Regions from separate parts of the Mus musculus genome. Here region 1 is linked to region 2. A link is a contact called in public promoter capture Hi-C data. All regions are on one chromosome and are shown on one strand. The core of a region is the stretch at or near the end of the contact, and the rest is flanking DNA. Distances in the headings are between cores, read along the strand shown.

Region 1 (4,410 bases), core at 1,484-3,983, 2.6 Mb after region 2:
TGTCCAGGAGGCTTCAGTCCCAGGGAGCGCAGCATACCCAAATGGAACAATTGCAATAGACATGGGGGTAGAGGGTGGCGTGGGAGGCACACAGCTGAGTCAGATGTGACCTCTGGCATCCAAACACAGTGGAAGAGGAACGGGAGGAAGCTGAGGATCTTAACAGCAATCTGGGGCAATAATCTGTAGACGGCAAAAAGAAGGCCTCTCACAGTTAAGACTGGAGACTACAGGAAAGTTAAACACACAGCTTCTCTCTTCAATGGAATGAGGCGCTTAGCTGCTTTCCTGGAATGCTGGGAAATGAGGTTTGCAACCTGGTGATCCTTGGCTACCTGTTGAGCAGGCCCTGCCCATACCTTCCAGACTTGATGGTTAACTTCTGCCAGACCCTTTCCCCTTAAAGCCTTGAGCATTACTTGTAGGCCATAGAGCTCATCTTTGTGAGAGATGTCATTTGTACAAAAACAACAGCCTAGTGACTTCTAGGTCATCTTAGGGCCAGGCCAATCCTGACTCCTACAGACATTATGTTTACCTCATTATGTTTCAATCTCCCTAGATCCTAGACACTGGGCACTATTTCTAAATTAACAGTACCCATTCTTGTGAAAGAAGCCAGATATACTTTGTAAAGAATCTCAATGTAAACATGTCTTAAAATTGTTGTGCACTTGGGATTGATGTAACTGTTATCAGAACCCCCCCACCCCCAAATTGTGCTGTGCATAAATATGAGTAAAGTAAAATGATCTGGGTCAGACGCTGGAAGTCCTGGCCTGGCCCAGCTCTGGTTACAAAACTGAGCTGATCGGATTTTATTCTTACCGCACTGTGACTGTTTCCCCCTACTTGCTGTAACTCCTGTGGGGACCCTCCCACACTAAATTATAGTTTGGATATGAAGTATTTCCAAAAAGATGATAAGAGTTCAAGACTTAGTCCTCAGTGCAGGAGGAGAGTTCAAATGCGAGGCTCACAAGGGCGTGATTTTCCTCACTAGGATGAACCACTGACAAGTTCACAGCTGACTGAACTATTAGGGGGCTCAGCCTAGCCGGCAAACGCAACCGTCTTTACATGGTAAAGACATGGCTCACATCTCCTTCGCTGATTGCTATAGCTCTGACACCTGCAAGTGTCTGGCGCCTCACAGGTGCTCAGCATGTAGTTTGAGAATAGAGCGACCCTGTGGAACTAGAGAACTGTACGGTTCCTTCTAGTTCTGTAAGCTAAAATTGAAACCAAGAATATGATAGCAGAAAGATCACTGTGAAAGACATCAAACAATGCAAATACCATGGTGAGAAAGGCAAGGAGAAGTGGGGGGTGGGGAAAAGCTTGGATGAGGTAAATGAAGGGAAGAGGAGCCCACACCAGAATTTTAACCAAAAGGCTCCCACGGCAGAGTTTGGTGGGGTAATTCTGTCAGGCAGTTAACACTGGTGGATGATTTGTGGGAGGTTTGCCCTGAAGCTGTTTATATCAAGCTTTACAGGGGTCCTTAGGCGTTGTTAACTACTGTGCCTATCTTTATGCCTTTTTCTGAATGTATGTGCAGATATATGTGCATGTTTTGTGTAGACAAGGGTGCATATGTGTGGAGGCCAGAAGCCAGCCTCAGGCATTGTTCCTCAGGAGTCGTCCACCTTGTTTTTTTTTGAGAAAGGGTCTCTTACTGAGGTGTGAGGCTCACTGATTTCAGGAATCCACCTATCGCCACCTCCCCAGTGCTGGTGTTACAAGGGCATACCACCTAATGGGCTCTTTATGCATTCCGTTGCGTTCTCCAGAACCTCAGAATTTGAATACCTGTAGCAATTACACCCTTAAGAAGGCAACTGTATTTTAAAAATTAAAAAGAGCCTCTTCGGATGGGTTCTGTGGCAGAAATGCCTGAGCTGCGATGGCACAGAGGGAAGACTGTGTGGGGATACAGCAAGAGTGACCACCAGTAAGCCAGGACAGTCCTCTAAAGCAAGCAAACCCGATGACACCACATTCATGGCCCGCCGTCCTCTAGAAGTGTGAGAAACTAAAGCTCTCTCATCTGAACCACCTCATCTGTTGTCCCTTGCTTTAGGAGCCACAGCAAACAGGAGACGTCTCTGTCACCAACAAACGCCCACGCCTGGGTTGAGGTTTCTCACAATACTGTTCATAGCCTGCTGGACGTTCATTCAGTCATTTAAGCAACAGTGCCCACTAACGTATACCAGATGCTGTCTTTCCCACAGAGGCGCGCCCAGCACCTGCCGTGGTCCCGAGGAGTAGGCGCTGCAGTAATAGCATCCTACAGATGGAACACCATGGCACCTAGGATCACGCGGTGAGTGAGGCAGGGGGCGGCTTAGGGGCCCGGGGAAATAAGCGCCTCTCCTATCTCGGGGCGACGCAGACACCAAGAGCGGCGCAGACCGCAGCAAGGGTGACTGCAGGAAGGAGGAGGCCCGGCTCCGGTGCCCGGAGCTTAGCTTTGTGCTCCGCCGAGCCCCATCACACAGCGCTGCGAGTAAGCCGCGCGCACCCTACCCGCGCCAACCCACGGGAGTCGAGTGTCCCGGGCCGCCTTACCCGCGGAGGCCGCTCTCGCCCGGCCGCCTCCCTGACACCCTTTCTCGTCGCACTCTCGGTGTCAACTGCAGGACTCCAACCGCCTCGGAACCATTCCGACAACGCCCCCTCGGCAGCTCATCGGCAACTTCCGCCGCCGTCACTTCCGTCTGGGAGGGGCGTGGCCTCTGCGCGCACGCGCGTTGGCGCGCGCCGCCGGGATTGAGTTCTGCGCGGGGTGGCTGGGCGAGCCGGTGGCGGTGCTACGCTGGGTGGCTGCCGCTCCACGTGCTCCCGGCGGCCGGTTGAGACCGTTGGCGGGGTCGGCTGACAGGTGAGAACTGCTTGGAGCCCCGGGACATGGAGGAAGGGCGATGGTGGCATGGCTGCCTTCCTTGAGGACTCGCTCGCGGGCAAAACCTAGCCTTTTGAGTTCCTGGAGATATTGCATCCCGGTTTTTAGTCCGGCACTCGGGGCCGGCCAGATGGTACGGTTAGTCCTCAGCGCACAGGGCTTATAGACCTGCTGGCTGATGGGGAGAGGGCTTTTCTCTGAGGCTCGAGAACTAGGTCCGGAGGAAGGACCTTATGGCTCCTGGAGCTCAGAGGACCAAAGACCTAAGTGCCCGCGAACCCCCAAATATCGATCTAGATACAAGCTACTTAACCTAGTGGTGCCCAGCTCCACGTCTGTCCAAAAGGGATACCAGAGAATCTAATTTAGGGTGTGTGTGAAGTTTACAGGGGTAAAAGGCTTGGCGTATAGTGGTTGCTCAGCATGTGTCAGGATTTTTCCTGCAGCAGCTACCTCCTAGGAGATAGAGGTAAGAGAGATGATAGGGGTCTATGTGCCCGAAAGCCTAGCTTCTGCCCAGCGAAGCCCAGGGATATGAAGCCTGCTCAAATTGTGTCAAGAGTTTAGTGTCTACCGTAGTGCCTAACACCTGCAAGTTATTCATATGAAGCTGTGGTGAGGAGACTTGAACTGCCTCTACCGAAGCAGGGGCATGGCTTGGATTCTTTGAGCTTCAGTGGAAACATGTGGCCCACTCATAGTCTTCCCCTGGGGTCCCAAGAGGGTGGAGATATGTGCTGTTTTTTTATCTTTTAGTGTACCTGTGATTTCTAGGAATTCTGGAAGGAGCTTGTGCCTAGTTATAGTGGGCCGACTCCCTATTTCAGAGATGGGGAGAAATTGAAGTTTAAAGGGAGCAGTTGCCTGCCTGGCCTTTAAGATGGCCTGGTTTTAGGGCAAATATTGTCTCTGTGTGTACATGAGTTAAACAAGTGATAGTCCAGTCTGTAAAGTGCTTGACACACAAGCATGAGGACATGAATTTCCATGCCCAGAACCCAGGTTAAAAAGCAAGATGTGGTGACAGAACCCTGTGGCTCTCTATCCAGCTCGCTTAATAAACTCCCAGTGAGAGAGAGAGAGAGAGAGAGAGAGAGAGAGAGAGACAAGGTAGGGGGCTGGAGGCATGGCTCAGGGATTAAGAGTATTTGCTGTTCTTCCAGGGGACCTGAGTTCAGTTCTCAGCACCCAGAATCTAAGAGATCTATATTAGTCGGGGTTCTCTAGAATCACAGAACTTGTGGGATATCTACATATTAGGGGAATTTATTGTAATGACTTTTATAGTCTATAATCCAACTAACCTAACAATGTTAGCTATGAATGGGAAGCCCAAGAATCTAGAAGTTTCTCGGTCCCACAAGGCTGGGTGTTTTAGGTGGTCTTCTGTATATGCTGGAATCCTGAAGAAGTAGGTTCCAAGAGATGTGCTGGCAAGTAAGTGCAAGCAGGAGAAGAAGAGTGAGTCTTCCTTCTTCCAGTGTCCTTATGTGGGCCTCCAG
Region 2 (4,208 bases), core at 974-3,473:
GAGCCAGGCAGGCTTAGGATAGACAACACCATCTGAATGCCATCTCTCTGGACAGAAAATTAAAACAGATATGAACCTTCAAAAATAAGAGAAATACCAATGAGAATGCTAGCTTCAATCCTTAGTCCTAAGTGACATGTTCATTTTCCCAGAAGGGAGGAGCAACTACAGCATTCTTTCAATGTGTGTATGTGTATGTGTGTGTGTGTGTGTGTGCATGTGCATGTGTGTGTGTGTGTGCGTGTTGTTGTTGCAGGTATCAAACCCAAGACCTCGCTAAGGCACAAAATGGGCAGGTGTTCTACCACTGAATGACAAACCTGTACTTTATAAGAGGGACTCTAAACTATGACAGGATATTCCACCCCCTACTCTGGACCAAGATACACAAATAGCAGTATGATAATCGGATAGAGCTCATGTGAATTTGGTCTAGATAAAAAGTCCCCTAAAGGCTCCTATGTTGAAGGCTCAGTCCCCAATTCAGCTGAGTTTAAAAGTGGAACCTTGGGGAGGTGACTGGACCATGACAGGACCAACCTCATCAACAGGCTAACTCGTAGATACACTCAGCTTAAGGGACATTGGCGGTGGTGGGGACTTAGAGGGTGAGTGAGGTTTTGTTGGAGTAAGCAGGGAGTTGTGTTGGCGGTGGGCTTTTAAGGGCAGATTTTGTCCATGGTCCCTTATGCTCCTAGTTCCTCACTACAGGCCCCAAAACCAAAGAGGGAATGATCACAAACTAAAATATGATACCCGTTTAAAATTATACACATACATCTATATCTGTGTGTGTGTGTGTGTGTGTGTGTGTGTGTTTAAAAGACAGAGGACAGCTCACAGAACATGTGGGCTCTAGGGATCAAACTCAGCTTGTAAGATTTGAAACGAGCACCTTTATGCACAGTCATCTCACTGGCCCTCAAGCATCCTTAAGTTGACTCCCTTGGGTATTATGCAACAGAAAGCTGACTAACAGAGTACCCCAGCTAGTTGCTGTACACCCCTACCGGCATATGGAATATAGAGATCAAGGACTCTGGCTACATTGTGATCCCCAATCCAGTACCAGCGCCAGGAACCAGCAGAGTGGTGACTATAGTATACATCTGAGATCAGCCAACCAACACAAGACCTTGGCTCTTCTGTACCCCAGAATCTTCCAGTTGACTGCTGATAGGACATCCGGGATGGGCATCACATAGTGGTGCAACAGCAGCGTCCAGCTCTTACCATTCTCCTTCGTTGTGATGGAGATGGAGTTGATACACGTTGCTCGTTTTAACCTCCAAATTCCCCTCATTATCTTCTTCCAAGGGCAAAAAGGTGACACTCCCACTGGAGACATCTGAGGGGGAAAGACAAGGCTATCAGGTCATAACTGCTCTAAACGGATCCCTTGGAAGTAGAACTGAGCAGCGATGGACAGGAGAGTAATGCTTTCCAGTCCTTAGTGGCTGTCCAGCACTGGGGAGAGGGCTCTACACTTTGGACACACCATTATAGCTAGCACTTAGACAATACAAGGCCAGAGCTGGGTGGTGGGTGGTGTGGCGCTCCTTTAATCCCAGTACTTGGAAGGCTGAGGCGGGTGTATCTCTGTGAGTTCGAGGCCAGCCTGTTCTACATAGCGAATTCCAGGCCATATAAGGCCCTGTCTCAAAAAGCGAACGCTTTTCAGTCTGTTTGCGCTCTTCCCACTACTCTCCTACCTTGCACTACCAGTTCTTTCTTCGGCTCTGTGAGTGGGGAGTGCGGGCTCGCTTTCGGGATGACAGTCCTGAGAATCAGGTCGAGCTCCTGCGCGGCTTCAGGCTGAGGACCCAACGAGGGGCCACAGAGGAAGGCCAGCATTTCCGGATTGGCGTGGACGAGGCTTTGGGAGACTCGGTCCCATAGCGAGTTCAGGTCAGCCGCGGGAGCGGTGCCTTCGCGGCTCGCCCTAGGTCCCGACTCTGGCTCTCCTTTAGGAGAAGCCTGTCCGGGTTCCCTCTCCAGCCCGTGTCCCTGTCCCTGCCGCGGTCCACACTCCGCCTGGGCGTGGGACCGCAAAGTTCTCCCGCGGGCTTCCATGCGGGCGCCGCACAGCCTCTTGTTGGCCACCTGTGGCCTCTCCAGCCACACGGTCACGGCGGCCCAGAAGCCTGCAGGTAGCAGGGCATCAGGATCGCTTAGCCGCACTCTACCCAGCTCCTCCATGGCTGCGCGCTCGGCGCGTTGGGATGACGCGACCCGGAAGCGCATTGACTCACGGGAGTTAGAGCCTGGACCCGGAAGGCCATCCCTTTGTCCTTTTTGCTGGGCGGTAGCTTCGGAGCCGCTGGCGGAGCCTGGGACGCGGGAGGAGCAGAGTGTGGGCCGCAGTGGATACAGCCTCCTGGGGTCCTCAACGACTGAATGTACAACCCCTTCTCTGCTTGCTTTCTTGCTTGGAAATAAGAGCTCCCAAGCGGTACATCCGATTCGTGCCCCCTAAATGAAATTTTGCCCCCAGAGGTTCCACCTCTCACGACAAAGCTAATAATACTGAGAGGAGAGGAAGTTACTTGAGCAAACAAGACGTAACTGATACACTCAGCAGAAAGCCACACTTATATGAAGGATTCTACAAAGCTGGTTGGCTAACTACAACTTCATGATTGTAAAGAATTGGAATGCGGACCCAAAGCTAGCATTACCTTGGGCGATTATTTAGCTCCTTTATAGCCATGCATTGCCCACCTGTGTCTGACTCCAAATTCTTTGACTGGAATACATTAACTTGCCAGAAAGTAACCTCCTACCAACCCAAAAGATAAAGCTGGCATCAGAAAACATAAGAAACCTATAACACAGACGTTCTGAAAGTATAACAAAGTAAAAACAGAATTCTAGGCCTTTAGGCCCAGGCTTGGGAATGTGGCCTTTGTAAAGGTATGCTAATCATAAAACAGATAGCGACATTCCTCTACCCACCCGCTTCCTGGGTTCAAAGAGTGCTCATTCAAAGAAAGTCACCCTGACCATTGCCATATACAAATGTGCTTTTGTTAGGGGCTCTTAGAAACTGTTTTGAAAAATAACCCTCACAATTACCAGGTATTCCTCGTGACTCTTGTAACTTTGCACTTCCTTGTGACTCTTAACTGGTATTTTTGTTATTTTCCAACAATGCCCTTCCCACCTCCTTGAGTTGTGGTTTCTTCCTTTAAATACCCCCTTACTCAGCTACTCGGGGCGCCACGGTCCTCTACCCCTTCGTGGTGTATGACCGTGGGCCCGAGAGCGCTCTTGAATAAAAATCCTCTTGCATTTTGCAACAGGCCCGTTTCTTGTGGGTGATTTTGGGGTGTCGCCTCTCCTGAGTCAGAACGTGGGGGAGTCCTCACGTTGTGGGTCTTTCATTTCTTACTTTGTTACCTGAGGTCCGAAACAAAGTATTTGTTAAATCCTTTGGAATGTACAAACTATTAGCTTCCACCAACATGAAGGCTAAAAATGTCTCCAGCAATTTCCCCTCATTGTTCTAACCCACCTACCTGTTGGTACCCATCCTTGTATTTTAAAAATACTTACTTTATGGATTTTGTTACTATTAAAAAAACTGTCACCACGTATGAACATAGTTTTTAAACCATAGTCACTCATATTTGTCTCCAGACTAAGCTATCCCTCACTCCCTTTAAGGTCAAAGCTGTGTTTTTATATCAGCACAACAACCACATGCCTCTGCTCTAATGGTCCAAAGAGCCAAACACGCATCTTTGACCTCATCTCCCAACCTCTTGGCAACACCCATGTAGGCCAAAGTTTCACTTTGTTGCTGCTCCTGGGTTTCATTATGTCCCTTAGGGAACCAGGGGCACTTTACAGCAGCTAAACAACAACTATGGCTGCTTTGCTCAAGTAACGGGGACTGCACGGGTGGCCGAGGGAAGTTTGGAAGTAATAGAGGGGGTGGTGGGAGCTGGCGGTGAGTGGTAACAGAGAGTGACGGCAGCAGCTGCAACACCAGTGAGGACAGCAAAATGGAGCAGTAGCAAACAATAGCCGCGGCTGTGGTCATAGCAAGAGAGGCAGCCAGAGCAGAAATCATACAGTGGGGCTAAAGAGTGAGAGTAAGGAATTAAGGCTGACGGAGAGAAGGCTGTAAAGAGCTTGAAGAGTTCCACAGAGCTGTCAGGACTTGGGAGTCAAGGGGCTCAGACACACCACATGCAGGAACTGTT

Evidence for each region. Promoter capture Hi-C pulls out the DNA fragments that hold promoters and counts their contacts.
Region 1: a contact with region 2 is called in a promoter capture Hi-C map of pre-B cells, with 4 times the contacts expected there. The contact joins the promoter of Lyar here to the promoter of Trmt44 in region 2. A contact is called at or near these places in 3 of 39 promoter capture datasets (liver, neutrophils and pre-B cells) and 1 of 9 other capture datasets (liver).

What each region holds. Positions count from the first base shown.
Region 1 is chr5:38,217,749-38,222,158 of GRCm38.p6, forward strand. Lyar (Ly1 antibody reactive clone) reads left to right here and starts at 2,734. Exons shown (of 9, transcript NM_025281.3): 1 at 2,734-2,887. Zbtb49 (zinc finger and BTB domain containing 49) reads right to left here and starts at 2,706. Exons shown (of 8, transcript NM_029162.3): 1 at 2,575-2,706.
Region 2 is chr5:35,572,847-35,577,054 of GRCm38.p6, forward strand. It overlaps Trmt44 (tRNA methyltransferase 44), which reads right to left and starts at 2,224. Exons shown (of 11, transcript NM_030208.3): 1 at 1,713-2,224; 2 at 1,234-1,348; 3 at 1-76. The coding sequence starts at 2,199.